Regions from separate parts of the Mus musculus genome. Here all the other regions are linked to region 4. The links are chromatin contacts, called in public HiChIP or PLAC-seq maps. All regions are on one chromosome and are shown on one strand. Each heading gives the region's core, a stretch centred on a gene start, on an enhancer-like site or on the middle of the called end of the contact. The rest is flanking DNA. Distances are from core to core; before and after follow the strand shown.

Region 1 (3,183 bases), core at 212-2,711, 460 kb before region 4:
TTCTATCTTCCCACCATGTAGATCTGGGAGAGAATCTCACCTATTCAAGCTGGTGGAGTGTACCTTTCCCTACTGAGCCATCTCATCAGCCCTGACTTTTGAGACAGGGTTTATTTAATATATCCTAGGCTGGCCTCACGTTCACTATGTAACCAAGGATGGCCGGACATATATCTCCAACCAAGACCCTTATAGTTCCAGCAACTGCTATGGTGTGTGTGTGTGTGTGTGTGTGTGTGTGAGAGAGAGAGAGAGAGAGAGAGAGAGAGAGAGAGACAAGATAGTCAGTTTCATTTTATAGCTAGGGAAATTGGATCAGAGCCCAGAGCTACATTGGTGCTCTAAGGACTGGCTAAGTTTACAGCCGAGTGGGGTTCAGGCTAGTTGCCCCTAGATCTCTTGCTTTGAGGCATGCATGGCAGGCTGATGGTGATGTTCCTTTGGCCTGATTACTGTTCTTTACGATCTAGCTGACTGACGAAGGGAGCGAGCAGGGAAGGTGTGTATTTGTAATTTGCTGGCAGCAGAGGCAGGGGGATGCTCGGAGCTCACTGGCCCGTCAGGCTGGCAGAATGATGAGCTCTGGAGCAGTGGAAGATCAGACCTCAAAATGTAACAGGGCCAGGCTGTACTGGTGCATGCCCTTCGTCGCAGCACTGGAAGGGCCAAAGCAGGGAGCTCTCTGAGTTCCAGGCCATGGGGGGTAGATAGTGAGGTTCTCTCTCTCTCTCTCAAAAAAGGAAAAGAGAAAAGTTAGGTGCTTAGGCTAGTGAGACCTGAATGTGACTCACATGGCAGAACAAAACCATCATCAGCAAGTTATCTTCTGACTTTCATACAGGTACTGTGGCACACAATAAATAAATAAACATAATTTTAAAAGAAATTAAAAATTAAGATGGACATTGAGAAAGTCATGTGACAGCAGCTACTGGCTTCCACGCAAAGGTGCACACACGTGAATATCCCCACCCATATGCAAATACACACACACACACACACACACACACACACACACACACGAATTGGTAATTGGGGGTCTGTGTCCTGTTAGAGGATGGCAGAAGGATCTGTCTCCTCACCTTCCATCTTGCAGAGACAACCCACCTCCATGGCTGCATGTCCAGCATTACAGCGGCCACACATTAGCATAAATGCCCTGGTTCTCACGCTCTTTCGGAAGGTGGGCATGGGTCAGTGATATGCAGACTGGGGTCGGAGACCTGATGTTAAGTGAGAAAACACTCTATGTAGTCTGAGGCTTTCAAAAGAACAATGGTCCTGAGCCAAGGATGGCGTGGGACACCTCCATTCCTCTGCTTCCCACCCCCCACCCGGACACTTGGAGCAGAAGTCTCTGGGTTCCTTCTTGACTTGAGCAGGGGGCCTGCTGCGGGTGATCAGGGTGGGCGGGGAGTGGGCGGGGGTGACCGCCTACTCAGGACTTGGCCCGCCTCCTCCTCTCCATAAGCCGCCTGTGGGACAGTCTCACTCTCAGTCCCGGTGTCCCCGAGTTGAAGTCCAGGCCGGCTAGCCGAGATGCCTTCCCCGGGCCTGGTGATGGAGAGCGGCCAGGTGCTCCCGGCCTTTCTGCTCTGCAGCACACTGCTGGTCATCAAGATGTACGCGGTGGCTGTCATCACAGGCCAGATGAGGCTGCGGAAGAAGGTACGTTCGCTGGTGGAGTGGGGGGGGGGGGGGGCGCTGGAGGAGAAGGGGATCAGCACTCTGCTGGCTTTTCCCTGCAAGAAAAGTCTAGGGACTGAAAAAACGTGGCCGAGATGTGTATGCCGGCGTGCGGTGGGAGCTGCTTCAAGGCTGCCGCCACCACAGCCCTTCTGGGAGCTGGCTTAGCCTTCAGCTCCTGAACCCTCTTGGTTTGAGAGTACTGGGGGGCTCCCTTGCGAGTGGAGCACAGGGACTCTTGACAGCGAGAGGTGTCTGGACCTGGCAGTTTCCCGGCAGGCAGGGAGATCTCATATCTGGGTGGAGTGGGAACCCGCAACGCAGGAGCCTAAGAAGTCTTTCCGTGGAAATTCCCACTCCCCATGGACGCCGCACACACTTGTGGCACCCTAGAGGGTGCCTTGAGGGACCACAGACATTCTCTGGTCCCAGTCCCGGCAAAGAAACCAAAGTAAAAGAACCTACGTGGAGCTGGTGGGAGTGGCCAGGGCTCCCAGACCCCTTCTAGGGGTCCATTGGAAGCGCCTAGAAAGTAGAAGCAGTGAATCATCTGCCCTTTACAGACACTTCCCCCTAAACCAACATCTGTCCAGCCCAGAGGCGAGGGACTCGGAGTACGGGGATGGGACGGGGTGGGCCGCTTGCCCTCCTGCCAGGTTCAGCCCCTGCCTGGGGCAGGTACTGACAGGAATGAAGGCAGGGCCACCCCTGACTGACTGACTGTCTCTCATTCTTCTGCTTTGGTTTGTCCTGGGACACAGATGCCAGGGAGAGATAGCTACATTCTGTTCTTGTCCCTTCTGTAGGGCCCCCAAAGTTGAGCACTAAGTCACCACCAGGAAGGCAGTAGGAGTTAGCTTACCCTGGTTTTCCAGTGAGTTAAGGAGAGGTCTGCCTACTATGGGATCCTTCCATCCCCTTTGAAGTTAACTCTGGCTCCCGAGCCTGACTTCCTCTAGGGCTCCTCTCCCCATGGGAGATGCAGGGGTGGAGGAAAGCCTTCTCTGCTTTGGGCCCTGGGCTCCTCTATTTCTGCCAAGTGGGACCAGGGAATCACACTCTGCATTGAGAGGACGGGAGCCGGCTCAGGATCCTCTCCCCAGCAGCCTGGAGATGTGGCTCTGAGAGGAAGCTGGAGACTTGAATGGTGAACACACCACCCATGCTGGTCCTTAAGACTGGTTCCTACTGGAATCTGCTGTGAACAGGAGCAGCCGCAGGTCTTTCCTGGAAGTGCATGCTGAGTGCCCCTTGACCCACTAGAGGTGGCTCCCTGATAGCTCATTACAGGAACTCCACTGGTGGCAAAGCTGGGCCCTCAGAGTTGGGGTTTCCGAGCCAGGAGGGAGGAATTCTGGGTAGGAGATCCTGGCCTTTTTCTTCGTCATTTTACATTTTTCTCAGGCAGGGCTCATCTACCAGCTCCAGGGACAGCCGGAAGTGAAGCTTGAGCCTCGCTCCCCTCACAGTTTAGACAGGTTGATTGTGACGTCACCA
Region 2 (3,659 bases), core at 1,102-3,601, 300 kb before region 4:
AGCCATCTCTCTGGCCCTAGTTCTCTTTAACCTTGTGGGGGTGGGGTTTGAACCTGTGACTCCCTCCTGCTCAGTAAGCTCCTTACCACTGAGCTATACATCCATCCTTCTTTGTACTTTTTTATTTCTGAGACAGGACCTCCCAAACTTACCTAGGCTAGCTTTGGTCCCCTCTACAGCCTAAATTGTTCAACTTTTGATCCCCCTGCCTCAGCATCCTAAGTAGCTGGAATTACTTGTGTGTCCCTACAGCCCAGGCTGTAAACCTTTTTCTAGACTAAGAATTGAGGGTCACAGAGACAGATCTCCCTGCCAGGTAACCTTTACCTGGGGAATGGGAGATGTCCCACCAGTCCCGAGGCCATCATGATCTGAAGTCTAGCCTGGGAACTCTCTATAGCCAGTAAAGATATGTTGAGGGTGAGGGGCCACTCCGGCTGCCAGACTGCCTCTCACATCTAAGTTTCCAAGAACTTTGTTCATGAATCTTCTCAAAGTCTGGATGCCCAAGAATGGAACCCTTTGAAGGATGCCCTAGCTAGTCAGAACCAGAGTGGTCTTCAAGCCCTTATAATTTAACTTTCCAGATGAAAATTGAGGCCAGAGGTGAGGGGCAGATACCGTAGGAAGTGCTTCTGAATAGCCTCAGACCCCAAGACTCATGTCCTAGAGTGAGTTCCAGTGAGCTTTGGGGAGACAGCGAAAGGGGATCCAGGAGACAGCAGGTTTTATCCAGGTTCAGGAGAGTACTCCCTCACGGGGGGGGGGGGGGGGAGAAGGCACCCTAAGTGAACCATGTCACAGTCTGCTTGCTTTTTCTGGGTCTTCCAGGGTCCCCGAGCAGTCATGCCCTCCCTGGTCTTGGGTTAGGGAAGGGTAGAGGGTAGTAGTGGGCTATGGGACCCTTGGGGTAGGAGGTTTCGTTGCTCTCCCAGATCATGGGGGGGGTCCCTTGATAACTGGAGCAAAGAGACTGTCCCCTCTTCCTTCTGGTCCCCATCTTCCATACAGAGAAAGGGAGGACAGGTCAAAGCCTTGGGGTATCACCCTTTCAGTTTTGCAGCTGGATAATGGGTGGTGTTCAGCTCTGTGACCTTCAATCCTGGCACTGTGTACCCCTCTTCATGACCCTCATTCTTCACATAGCTATTATTTTGAGTGTGTGAGACCCCTGTCTGTGCAGACACCCTTTGTGAGACACCCTTTGTGTAGCAAAAGAAGGAGAGCCCAATCCTAACACCACATGAAGTTTTGAGTTCCAAGGTCGATATCATGAGATAGATACCCCCTTCCTCCCCCTCCCGCTCTCCTCTCTCTCCAGGGTGTGGTGGTTTGTATATGCTTGGCCCAGGTAGTGGCACTACTAGGAGGTGTGGCCTTGTTGGAGGAATTGTGTCACTGTGGGGATGGGCTTTAAGACCATCCTCCTAGCCATGTGGGAGCCAGTCTTCTGTCTGCCTTTGGATCAAGATGTAGAACTTTTCCAGCCCCACGTCTGCTGGGCACTGCCATGCTCCCACCTTGATAACTGAACCTCTGAACCTGTAAGCCAGCCCCAATTAAATGTTGTCCTTTATAAGAGTTGCCTTGGGGGCTGGTGAGATGGCTCAGTGGGTAAGAGCACCCGACTGCTCTTCCGAAGGTCAGGAGTTCAAATCCCAGCAACCACATGGTGGCTCACAACCATCTGTAACAAGATCTGACTCCCTCTTCTGGAGTGTCTGAAGACAGCTACAGTGTACTTACATTAATAAAATAAATTTAAAAAAAAAAAATGAAAAAAAAAAGTTGCCTTGGTCATGGTGTCTCTTTATAACAATAGAAACCCTAAACTAAAACAAGGTTTCTCTGTGAAATCCTGTCTGTCCTGGAATTAGCTATGTAGACCAGGCTAGCCTCAAATTCAGAGATCTGCCTGCCCCTGCCTCTCGAGTACTGGGATTAGTGGTGTGAGCTACCACACTACCAGTTGTTAGCTTTGTTAATTTGACACAGCCTAGAATCACATGGGAAGAGAATCTCTGAGAGATTGCTTTTGTTAGGTTGGTCTATGAGCATGTCTGTGGCTGGAGTTAGGAGGATGAAGGAGGTTTAAGTCAATTGATTTGGACCTGCCCAACCTACTGTGGGCAGCGCCATTCCCTCCTCACTGGTCCAGAACTGTGTAAATGAGAAACTAGGCTGAGCACAAGTAAACATGTGAGCCAGCTTGCATTGATTCTCTCTGCTCTTGACTGAGGATGTCATGTGTCCAGCTGCTTCAAGCTCCTGCTGCCCATGACTCCCTGCAGTGACAGCCTGGAACTTGGAATTGTGACTCAAAATAAACCCTTTGTCCTGCAAGTTGCCTTGTGTTGAGGTGTTTTGTCATAGCAACGGAAATGAAACTGGGGCATTCCGTGGCTGTTCTTCCTGGACTCTTCAGGCACATGCTTCCGGAGGGCAGAAAAAGGGGAGGGGAATGAGAAAGACATGGTACTGTTCGCTCCCAGCAGCTCAGCTCTGAGACCCTCACACTGCCCATTCCTGATGATTTTAAATACCACTGGGAACAGAGTAACAGCCCAGGACCCATCAGTGCTCAGCCGAGCATCCCAAATGAGCCAGGAACATTTGTGAATTAAACCCCTATTTAATAATTATCATAGATTCCTGGCTGTGGTGGTATAGGCCTTTATCCCAGCACTTGGGAGGCAGAGGCAACTGTATCTCTGAGTTTGAGGCCAGCCTAGTCTGCAGAGTGAGTTTTAGGACAGTTGGGGATACAAAGAGAAACAATGTCTCAAGGGGAAAAAAGTTACCATAGACTGAAATATCCTTTCTGAGCATGTTCAAGGCCTACAGGGCAGTGGCTTAGCACCTGTGGGCTTGCAGCCCTGCCCTTGAACTAAAATAGCTGAGGGCTTTAAGAAGACCCTGGCTTCTTCTCTGTCGAGGCCTGTGGTGTTGCTGGGTTCTGTCTGCTGGAGTACATGGTTTCTGACAGTTCCAGATTGGCTTGGCACTGGGCTGGCCTCAGAGAAACATAGTGAAATGGGTGGCTCTCCCCTGGAGTGCACTTCCCCCACTGCTCACTTGGGCTTGGGGAAGGCTCTTCATCACCCACTTGCTCTCTGCTCATCTCTAGGGAAGTGTCTCCTGCAGGAAGCTCTACCAGGCCCAGCTCAGGTGACATTGGATGGGGTGGACACGGAGCAAACCCTGTGAATGTCACCATGGGATGAAAGCCTGTCCTTAGTCACTCCAACAGGTCAATGAGGAGAGAAAGAACTAACACCCTGGGCACCTTATGATAGGGTCTCTTTGTAGGACATTGGGGTGGGGGGTGTTGATGGTTGGTGGCCACAGAAGTCTTTGGTCACCTGGCCATGCCTCAGCAAGACAAAAACCCAATTGGGTGCACTGGTAGTCAAGAGGTCCTGGGAGCATTTGTGAGGAGGAAGGTTGGGCCACTTTTTTTTTTTTTTTTTTTTTTTTTTGGTTTTTCGAGACAGGGTTTCTCTGCATAGTCTTGGCTGTCCTGGAACTCACTTTGTAGACCAGGCAAACTCAGAAATCCGCCTGTCTCTGCCTCCCAAGTGCTGGGATTAAAGGCGTGCGCCACCACCACCCGGCAAGGTTGGGCCACTTTAAAAAAATTCTCTGTCTCTATCTCTTTC
Region 3 (3,329 bases), core at 263-2,762, 420 kb before region 4:
GCTTTAGGGTCCTCGGCACTCCCATAAGCAGCCTCTCATGCATGCTCTGTAAGTAAGCCCAATACACTCATTGCCTCCCCACGGTGAACTTTGGTTTGACAATCTTATAAGGAAGGGGTGGGTGTTGCTTAAGTCTCCCCAAGAAAGACATTCCAGAAACACCCACATTTGCCATGTCTTAGGCAAGTTACTTTAACTGCCCTCTCTAAATGGCTGTTTCTAACTTGGAATTTGCAGAGAAAAGGGTGCCAGGAACACAGAGGTCTCGCTCCTAGGTATCTCTTAGCATCTCAGAGATCAGCTCCCTCCTTCCTATGATACTTCATGGCGAAAGGAGTAGAAATGCAGGAACACACACACAAAGGAGTGGAAATGCAGGAACACACACATGCATACATGTGCATGTTCACACACATATATGCACAAACACACATGTGCACACAGACACATGCATGCATGTGCATGCTCATGCACATACATGCACATACACACATGCACACATGGACACTCACACACACACACACATGCACATACACAGGGCAAGTCCACCAGCTTCACTGATTTTCTGAAGTTTGATGCTAAGCACCTAGTCCCCAGAGCCTTCAGGCACAAATTGGATTCTATCTCTAAACCATTGTTCCCTCTCTGCCTCCACCCCTGTTCTTTGGATCTCAGTTTCTCTGAGAAGTGGGCTTATGAGTCGTCCTCTAAGGTTTTGGAAGAGGTTTAGGGGTTGCTGGAGTTCTTGGAGTTTGGACTGTCCCCAGCCCTGGCTACTTGGCCTCTGCAAACGCCTGGGGTGTCTCCACCCAACAGCATCAAGAAGCAATTGGTTTGGTCTGGAGAGATGGCTCAGTGGTTAAGAGCACTGACTGCTCTTCCAGAGGTCCTGAGTTCAATTCCCAGTAACCACATGGTGGCTCACAGCCATCTGTAATGGCCCTCTTCTGGTGTGTGGACAAATAAATAAATAAATAAATAAATAAATAAATAAATAAATAAATAAAAAAGCAATTGGCTTGTTGGGTAGGGATAGGCAGCCCTCCTTTCTCTCCTACATCAGAACCAGGGAGCTTGGAGTCTCCTCAGAGCTGGACCACTCTTTCCCAACCACTCAACAGAAAGGATGCAAACCACACCCACTTCCCTCCCCTAAGAACAAGGCAAGCACCTCTTCAGGAGCCAACCTGGGCTAGCCTGGCCTCCCCGGAGATGGGTTTTACCCACATTGTTTTCTTCTCTCCTCTACCAACCTAGGACATAGTAGGTCACACTTGGAAGCCCAGAGACCATCGCAAAGCTGGAATGGGGACATCAGAGTTGGGGCTGCAGGTGTGTCGCTGGGCCAGGCCTCAATGAGATCCCTTGTTCTGGTCTGGTGGATGACAGACAAGCCCATGGCAGAATCGGGGTTTCAAAGCCGCACCCCCTTTTCTCCTCCCCTTCCCAACTGGCAGCCCCTAAGATGACTCAGCTTTAAAACAGCTTATGCAGGATTTAAGCAAACAAACTCTGGGGGCGGGAGGGTCCTCAGCACGCAAGGAGCAGGAACGGCTGAGGGCTGGCTTTTGGGATGCCCCTTCTCTCAGCCGGTCCCGAGTCCTGTTCTCGTCACTCCGGCCTGGGGTCGCAGGACCCCGGGGACCGCGCCCTCAGACGCCTGCCATGTGTGCGCCAGGCCGAGCGTGCGAGCCGCCGGGGCGGCCAGGGCGGCGCCGCCACATCTGGTTCCAGGCGCGGCCCTGGCGCCGGCCTCGCCGCAGCCCCGCGGCCCAGACACCGTTAACAGCCTGGCGCGCCCTGCCCTGTCGCATCCCGGGTACTACCGTCACCATCCCCATCCCCCACCACGGCCCAGGAAGGGAAACTGAGGCTGGGAGGTCCTATGGAGAAATGGCACAGCAGAGAAGGCACTGGGCTAGACCCCATCCTCGGCTGTAAGACACCCTGTCACCCCAAAGTAGCAGTCATGCAGCCCCTCCTTCTCCGGGACCCTTAGACCTTGCGCCTAGAGGATGTGAGGTTTTGTGGGATGCTCCAGGATCGTGGGTGACCAAACTCCATCCATTCGCCAGCAGAGCTCCAGAGAACAACCAGGTTCTTTGGTGTGCCTGAGAGCTGCCCTGCCCTACAAAGGCCTTTCTGGGCATCAAAGGAAGAGCCTAGTTGGTCTGTAGACGAGACTATGATCTTTAGGGGCAGTCTGTCACACTCCAGTATCTGGTGATAGATTGCAGTTAGCTACAACGGGCTACTGAGTGGCAGTCCTGGCACCTCTGGCTGCTCACAACGACACATATGTGCTTGCACACTGCGAGGGCTTCTTGTCTCTGGCTCCTGCAGTTTTTCTACAGAGGGGCTTTCTAAGGAGGTGGGGCCACATCAAAGCCAGCACTCACCTTTTTCTGAGCTGCACACTGGCAGAACAGAAGAACCCGGCCCCATTCATTCACCCCCAAACCCACTTGGGAGACTTGCTCACCCAGGAATGAGAAAGTCTGGATTGTAGAACAAAACCAATTTGCAGACTTGTGAGGAGGGAAGGTGCTCTCCCATGGGAGGTTAATGCCCTGCCCTGAGACCCGTACAGACAGTTTTACTCTCAGTTAATCCACCTGCAGGGGATGGGCGGGTCAGGAGTCACGTTCTCTTGACCACTATTCTAAGAAGTGGAAGTGGGAGGGGGCATGGAGGGTGTGTGTGTGTCTGTATGTGAAAGAGAGACAGAGACAAAGAGACAGAGACTAAGAGACAGAGAGACAGAGACAAAGAGACAGAGACAGGCTGGGGCTGGGGCAGCTGGCCATCAGGGACCATTCATCAACTTATCTGTCACCTCCTCATCCTGGCTCTCCAGAAAGGCCACTTTATGTGGTTTCTGGTGACCGAACTCAAGTGGCCAAGTTTGTGCGGCAAATACTTTACCGCTCTGTACGGTAGAGGGCCTGTGGCAGATTCTGACCACTGACCCTTGTCACCTTGGCTAACTTCCACAACATGCCTCTCAGACGGGAAGCTCTTAAGGGTGTGCAGATCGCGGATGTCCTTTCTGAACTGAAAGGCTGAGAGCGCCCTTGAGACTTACAGAGTGACCTTGGGCTCTCATGAGCTCTGGCCTGAGCTGAGCTGGGCCTGACCACCTGCCTGGAGAGTGTAGAATATCTCTGCGCTGCTGGTCACCCCAAAAGCTTCACTGTGGGTGCTGAAGTTCTACCTTAGACCTCTCTGAGCTAGCCTAGATACACTCCCATCACCGCCCCCAACACACACACACACACACACACACACACACACACACACAAGGTGAGGCATTTGATGAAACACCCTCA
Region 4 (3,215 bases), core at 215-2,714:
ACAGTCAGGAAACCTAGCAAAGCCAAGGGCCAGGGAACAAAGCCAGCATGAGGATGGACACAGGTCCCCCAGGGCCTAGGATGGTACCTTGAGAAGACCAGCCTCATCATCCATGGCCCCTACAAACCAACCTCCCCCAACCCCAGCCCTCCCAACAGCTGATGACAGCCTCACCCTTCAGCTCCATAGCAGATACCCAGTGGAACACAGCTAGCGGGGAACCCACCAGCCGGCCCTGGAGGCACGGAACTCCTGCTCTTAATGAGGGAACCATTACATCATGGGGAGGAAAGGGGGAGCAATGACAAGAGCAGGGTGTCCTTGTCTCCTCCACATGGGCCTGACCGTGGGAGGAAGCAGGAGCACAGGGATGGGCAGGGCCGGGGACCACGTCCAGGCCCCTCTCTTCTTACTCGGCCACCAGACGGAGGACAGTCAAAAACTGGGCACACTGTGGTCAATTCCCCCAACTCAGGCCCTGCTTAGCACCCATCTCAGTAAACAGCCTCTCATCAAACAGAAAGAACAGAAGGTGGGCGGGAGGGGTGCTGGGTCACAGAGAGCACAGGAACCTGGCCAGGGTGGCTCTGGTAGTTCAGCCTCTCCTAGCCTGATGTGACGGGATGGATGGGCAGCAGGCTCCCGAACTTGAAGTGCTGGATCACAGGGAACTTCTCCAGGCACTGAGAAAGGAGGGGAAAACCAGGGAGGTGAGGCCTGTCTCGCCTCCTGCATCCCCAGTAACCCAGACAAACATGAGGTTTCCAACTGCAGCCACCTCCACGGGAATCCACCTGTGCTGGAGAGCAGCCCCCGGCCTAGGAGGAAGGTGATCTCGTTCACCTCATCCCCACCTCCCACTCAAAGGCACCCATACTCAGCAGAAGCCAAGACAGGCAGCTAAGAGACATCACTTGACCCAGAAGGGATGAGCCATAAGAAATGACAAAGGTCCCCCCACCCCCACCCGAATCCTGACCCTAGCAGTATAGGGACATCTGAACACAACTGAGAAGAGGCTAGGGCCTACTTTCTGTAGTCTTTGGCCTCAAAGACATCTTGACTCTTCAGAGTGAGACAACAGGAGTGGGCTGACACTCCTGCCCTACCTTGGCAGCAGCCTCTATGGAGCTCGTGGCTCGTGGCTCCCTGAGCCCAGGCCCACAGGCTCTAGCTTTGCCTGTTACTGGCTTGCTCTGTCTCCCAGGCAGTAGCTCCAGGCAGAATGTGAGGCTGGCCTGGCCTCCTCCTAAACAAGCCGGGGGTGTAGGCTATTGAGGTGACCTGTAGGCTATTGAGGTGAGAGCCTAGCTCTAGCTGTGTCAAAGGACGAACCTGGTGGCTCACCTTCCCTTACCCCAGACAGCAGCTTCAGAAGTGGGAGGGGCACACAGAGGAGCAAGTAGACCACAGAGACTGAGCTCTAGCTTAGAGCTAGGCCTCAGCAAAGCAAGCATGAAGAAGGAGGTGCAGTCTGTCCTGGGGGAGGGAGGAGCAGCATGTCCAGGCCTGAGGCAAGGCAGCTGCCACAGTGCTTATGTCATCAGGAAGCGGTGGGAGTTTGGAAGGCCCCCCCACCCCCCTGAATTCCAGAAAGGGTCAAAGGTCAACCTGCTTTAGGCTCTCCCAGAAGAAAAGCCAGAAAGGCAAGTGGGGGAAGGGCCCACAGGGCCAGCAGGAGCAAAGTTGGTAAGAAGCTGCTGGGGGGGGCGTGTGGGGTGGAGGAAGTCCAAGGCCCCAGGGCAGCTGAAGCACCTAAGGGGGCTTTGCTCCCAGCAATTCTGCCCAGCAACTGAACCTGGGCTTTAGAAACGTGGCACCTCCTGGCCCAGCAGAGTCCAGGCTGGGTAGTTGGAGAAAATAAGTCCAGATACGGTGATAGCCTTCCTTATAGAAATAGCCCCATCATACAAGGCCCAGAAAGCCCCTGATACTTCTCTTCAAAAAATCAGGTCAGGGAACTTGACAGCTAATTGCATATCCTGAGGCTGCTTAATGCCAGGCCTGAGCAGACCCCTATTGGCAGCTCAGGGGTCTTCCCAGCGGATGGAGCACTGGGCCTCTCCTGGGCCCTATTCCCAGGGACTAGAGCTTAAGAGCACCAGTATGAACTGGGTATACCACCTAGAGGTGGTGGCGCACGCCTTTAATCCCAGCACTCCGGAGGCAGAAGCAGGTAGATTTCTGAGTTCGAGGACAGCCTGGTCTACAAAGTGAGTTCCAGGACAGCCAGGGTTATACAGAGAAACCCTGTCTCCAAAAACAAAACAAAAAAGAACTAGGTGCTACAAAGCCTCATGCTCATGCCTGTCAACAAGTTGCAGAATTACCCTACAAATCCATCCTGGCAAGGGGAGGGTCAGCTCCCACTTACTGCATACACCCAGTGAGATGCACCTGTCCAGTCTTTAGTCACACAACACATCCTGTCAGTCAATAACTGCAGGGACACCTAGCATTTAGGACTTAAGGTTTAGGTGGTGGCTTCCAAGGCCTGTGTGTTGTAACACCACCATCTTGTACCTTATCTGCTCCTCCCTCAGCCTGCAGAGCTTCTGCCTCTGAAAGGGGGACAGGGTCAGGGGTGGGTGGGGGGCAGGGTAGCTGGCCTTCCTCTTAGAAGGCTGAATCAATCCAGGTTTGGAGACATGGGGTGACATATACCTCCATGCTGACATTCCAGCAGCAGGACAGTCTTCCCTGTGTTTCCTGCTAGAAACCAGAAGTAAGGCCGAGGAGACAGGACCAAGGGAACGCCGGGGCACTAGAGCTGGCCTGCAGAGCAGGAAGAGGTCTGGAATGGCCCCCCAGATGAGAGAGGGATGTGGGCTGAAGCCTAAACACAGGATGTGAAGTCTAGAGAAAGAGGATCCAGGAAAGAACAGAAAAAGCTGGCCAGGCCCAAGCCCAAGCTTGGCAGACCATGTTCTATTAACCCCTTCGAGGCCAGTGGGAAGCATCTTTACTACCAAAGCCAGCTGACCCTTCCTCGGTGTCCCTCCTCTGATGATAGATGGGGTGAGCTCTGGGCTCTCATAAGAGATGGGATAATGGTCAAGAATCAGAGAGGGGCTGCTCCAGGGCAACACTGAGGTTGTGAGTACCAGCGCTGGGGTGGGAGGTGGGGTGGGCTGGGGTGGGGGGAGACATGTTTGGGTCTCATGGCCCAAGAGGCACTGCACAAAAAGGCCAGTCAAGTAGCTTCAGATACTGGA

What was found. HiChIP or PLAC-seq counts read pairs in DNA pulled down with a chosen protein or histone mark.
Region 1: an HNF4G HiChIP or PLAC-seq map of pancreatic cancer cells shows a contact between it and region 4. The contact joins the promoter of Ptges here to the enhancer-like site in region 4. A contact is called at or near these places in 2 of 15 datasets of contacts at CTCF or cohesin (embryonic stem cells and large pre-B cells), 12 of 484 Hi-C or Micro-C datasets (brown adipocytes, cardiomyocytes, cerebral cortex and 7 more), 21 of 115 datasets of contacts at active chromatin or transcription factors (VIP interneurons, bone marrow-derived macrophages, craniofacial prominence and 15 more) and 1 of 9 other capture datasets (adipose tissue).
Region 2: a FOXA1 HiChIP or PLAC-seq map of pancreatic cancer cells shows a contact between it and region 4. The contact joins two enhancer-like sites. A contact is called at or near these places in 3 of 15 datasets of contacts at CTCF or cohesin (the NIH/3T3 cell line, embryonic stem cells and large pre-B cells), 13 of 484 Hi-C or Micro-C datasets (the AML12 cell line, the N1E-115 cell line, bone marrow-derived macrophages and 5 more), 33 of 115 datasets of contacts at active chromatin or transcription factors (the 3134 cell line, the HPC-7 cell line, the NIH/3T3 cell line and 21 more) and 3 of 9 other capture datasets (adipose tissue, liver and pancreatic islet).
Region 3: a contact with region 4 is called in a FOXA1 HiChIP or PLAC-seq map of pancreatic cancer cells. The contact joins two enhancer-like sites. A contact is called at or near these places in 1 of 15 datasets of contacts at CTCF or cohesin (the NIH/3T3 cell line), 2 of 484 Hi-C or Micro-C datasets (bone marrow-derived macrophages and cochlea), 9 of 115 datasets of contacts at active chromatin or transcription factors (the HPC-7 cell line, the NIH/3T3 cell line, cardiomyocytes and 6 more) and 3 of 9 other capture datasets (adipose tissue, embryonic stem cells and liver).

The regions. Positions count from the first base shown.
Region 1 is chr2:30,901,575-30,904,757 of GRCm38.p6, reverse strand. It overlaps Ptges (prostaglandin E synthase), which reads left to right and starts at 1,461. Exons shown (of 3, transcript NM_022415.3): 1 at 1,461-1,668. The coding sequence starts at 1,540. It overlaps Gm52550 (a long non-coding RNA gene), which reads right to left and starts at 1,503. Exons shown (of 3, transcript XR_003954020.1): 1 at 1,439-1,503; 2 at 1,108-1,223; 3 at 284-730.
Region 2 is chr2:30,748,898-30,752,556 of GRCm38.p6, reverse strand. No RefSeq gene overlaps it. Among named protein-coding and RNA genes, the nearest start is that of Gm39783, 21 kb to the left of the region's middle. Within about 2 kb of position 2,351, at least 32 of the 459 cell types and tissues checked have an H3K27ac peak or open chromatin away from gene starts, as enhancers often do. A contact at or near this core is called in adipose tissue, heart atrium, neural progenitor cells and 1 more, where this site is marked.
Region 3 is chr2:30,863,449-30,866,777 of GRCm38.p6, reverse strand. All of the region lies in intron 1 of Prrx2 (paired related homeobox 2), which reads right to left. Among named protein-coding and RNA genes, the nearest start is that of Prrx2, 20 kb to the right of the region's middle. Within about 2 kb of position 1,512, at least 100 of the 459 cell types and tissues checked have an H3K27ac peak or open chromatin away from gene starts, as enhancers often do. A contact at or near this core is called in the NIH/3T3 cell line, craniofacial prominence, embryonic stem cells and 1 more, where this site is marked.
Region 4 is chr2:30,443,845-30,447,059 of GRCm38.p6, reverse strand. It overlaps Ptpa (protein phosphatase 2 protein activator), which reads right to left. Exons shown (of 10, transcript NM_138748.5): 10 at 1-683. The coding sequence ends at 606. Among named protein-coding and RNA genes, the nearest start is that of Ier5l, 29 kb to the left of the region's middle. Within about 2 kb of position 1,464, at least 133 of the 459 cell types and tissues checked have an H3K27ac peak or open chromatin away from gene starts, as enhancers often do. A contact at or near this core is called in the NIH/3T3 cell line, adipose tissue, brown adipocytes and 9 more, where this site is marked.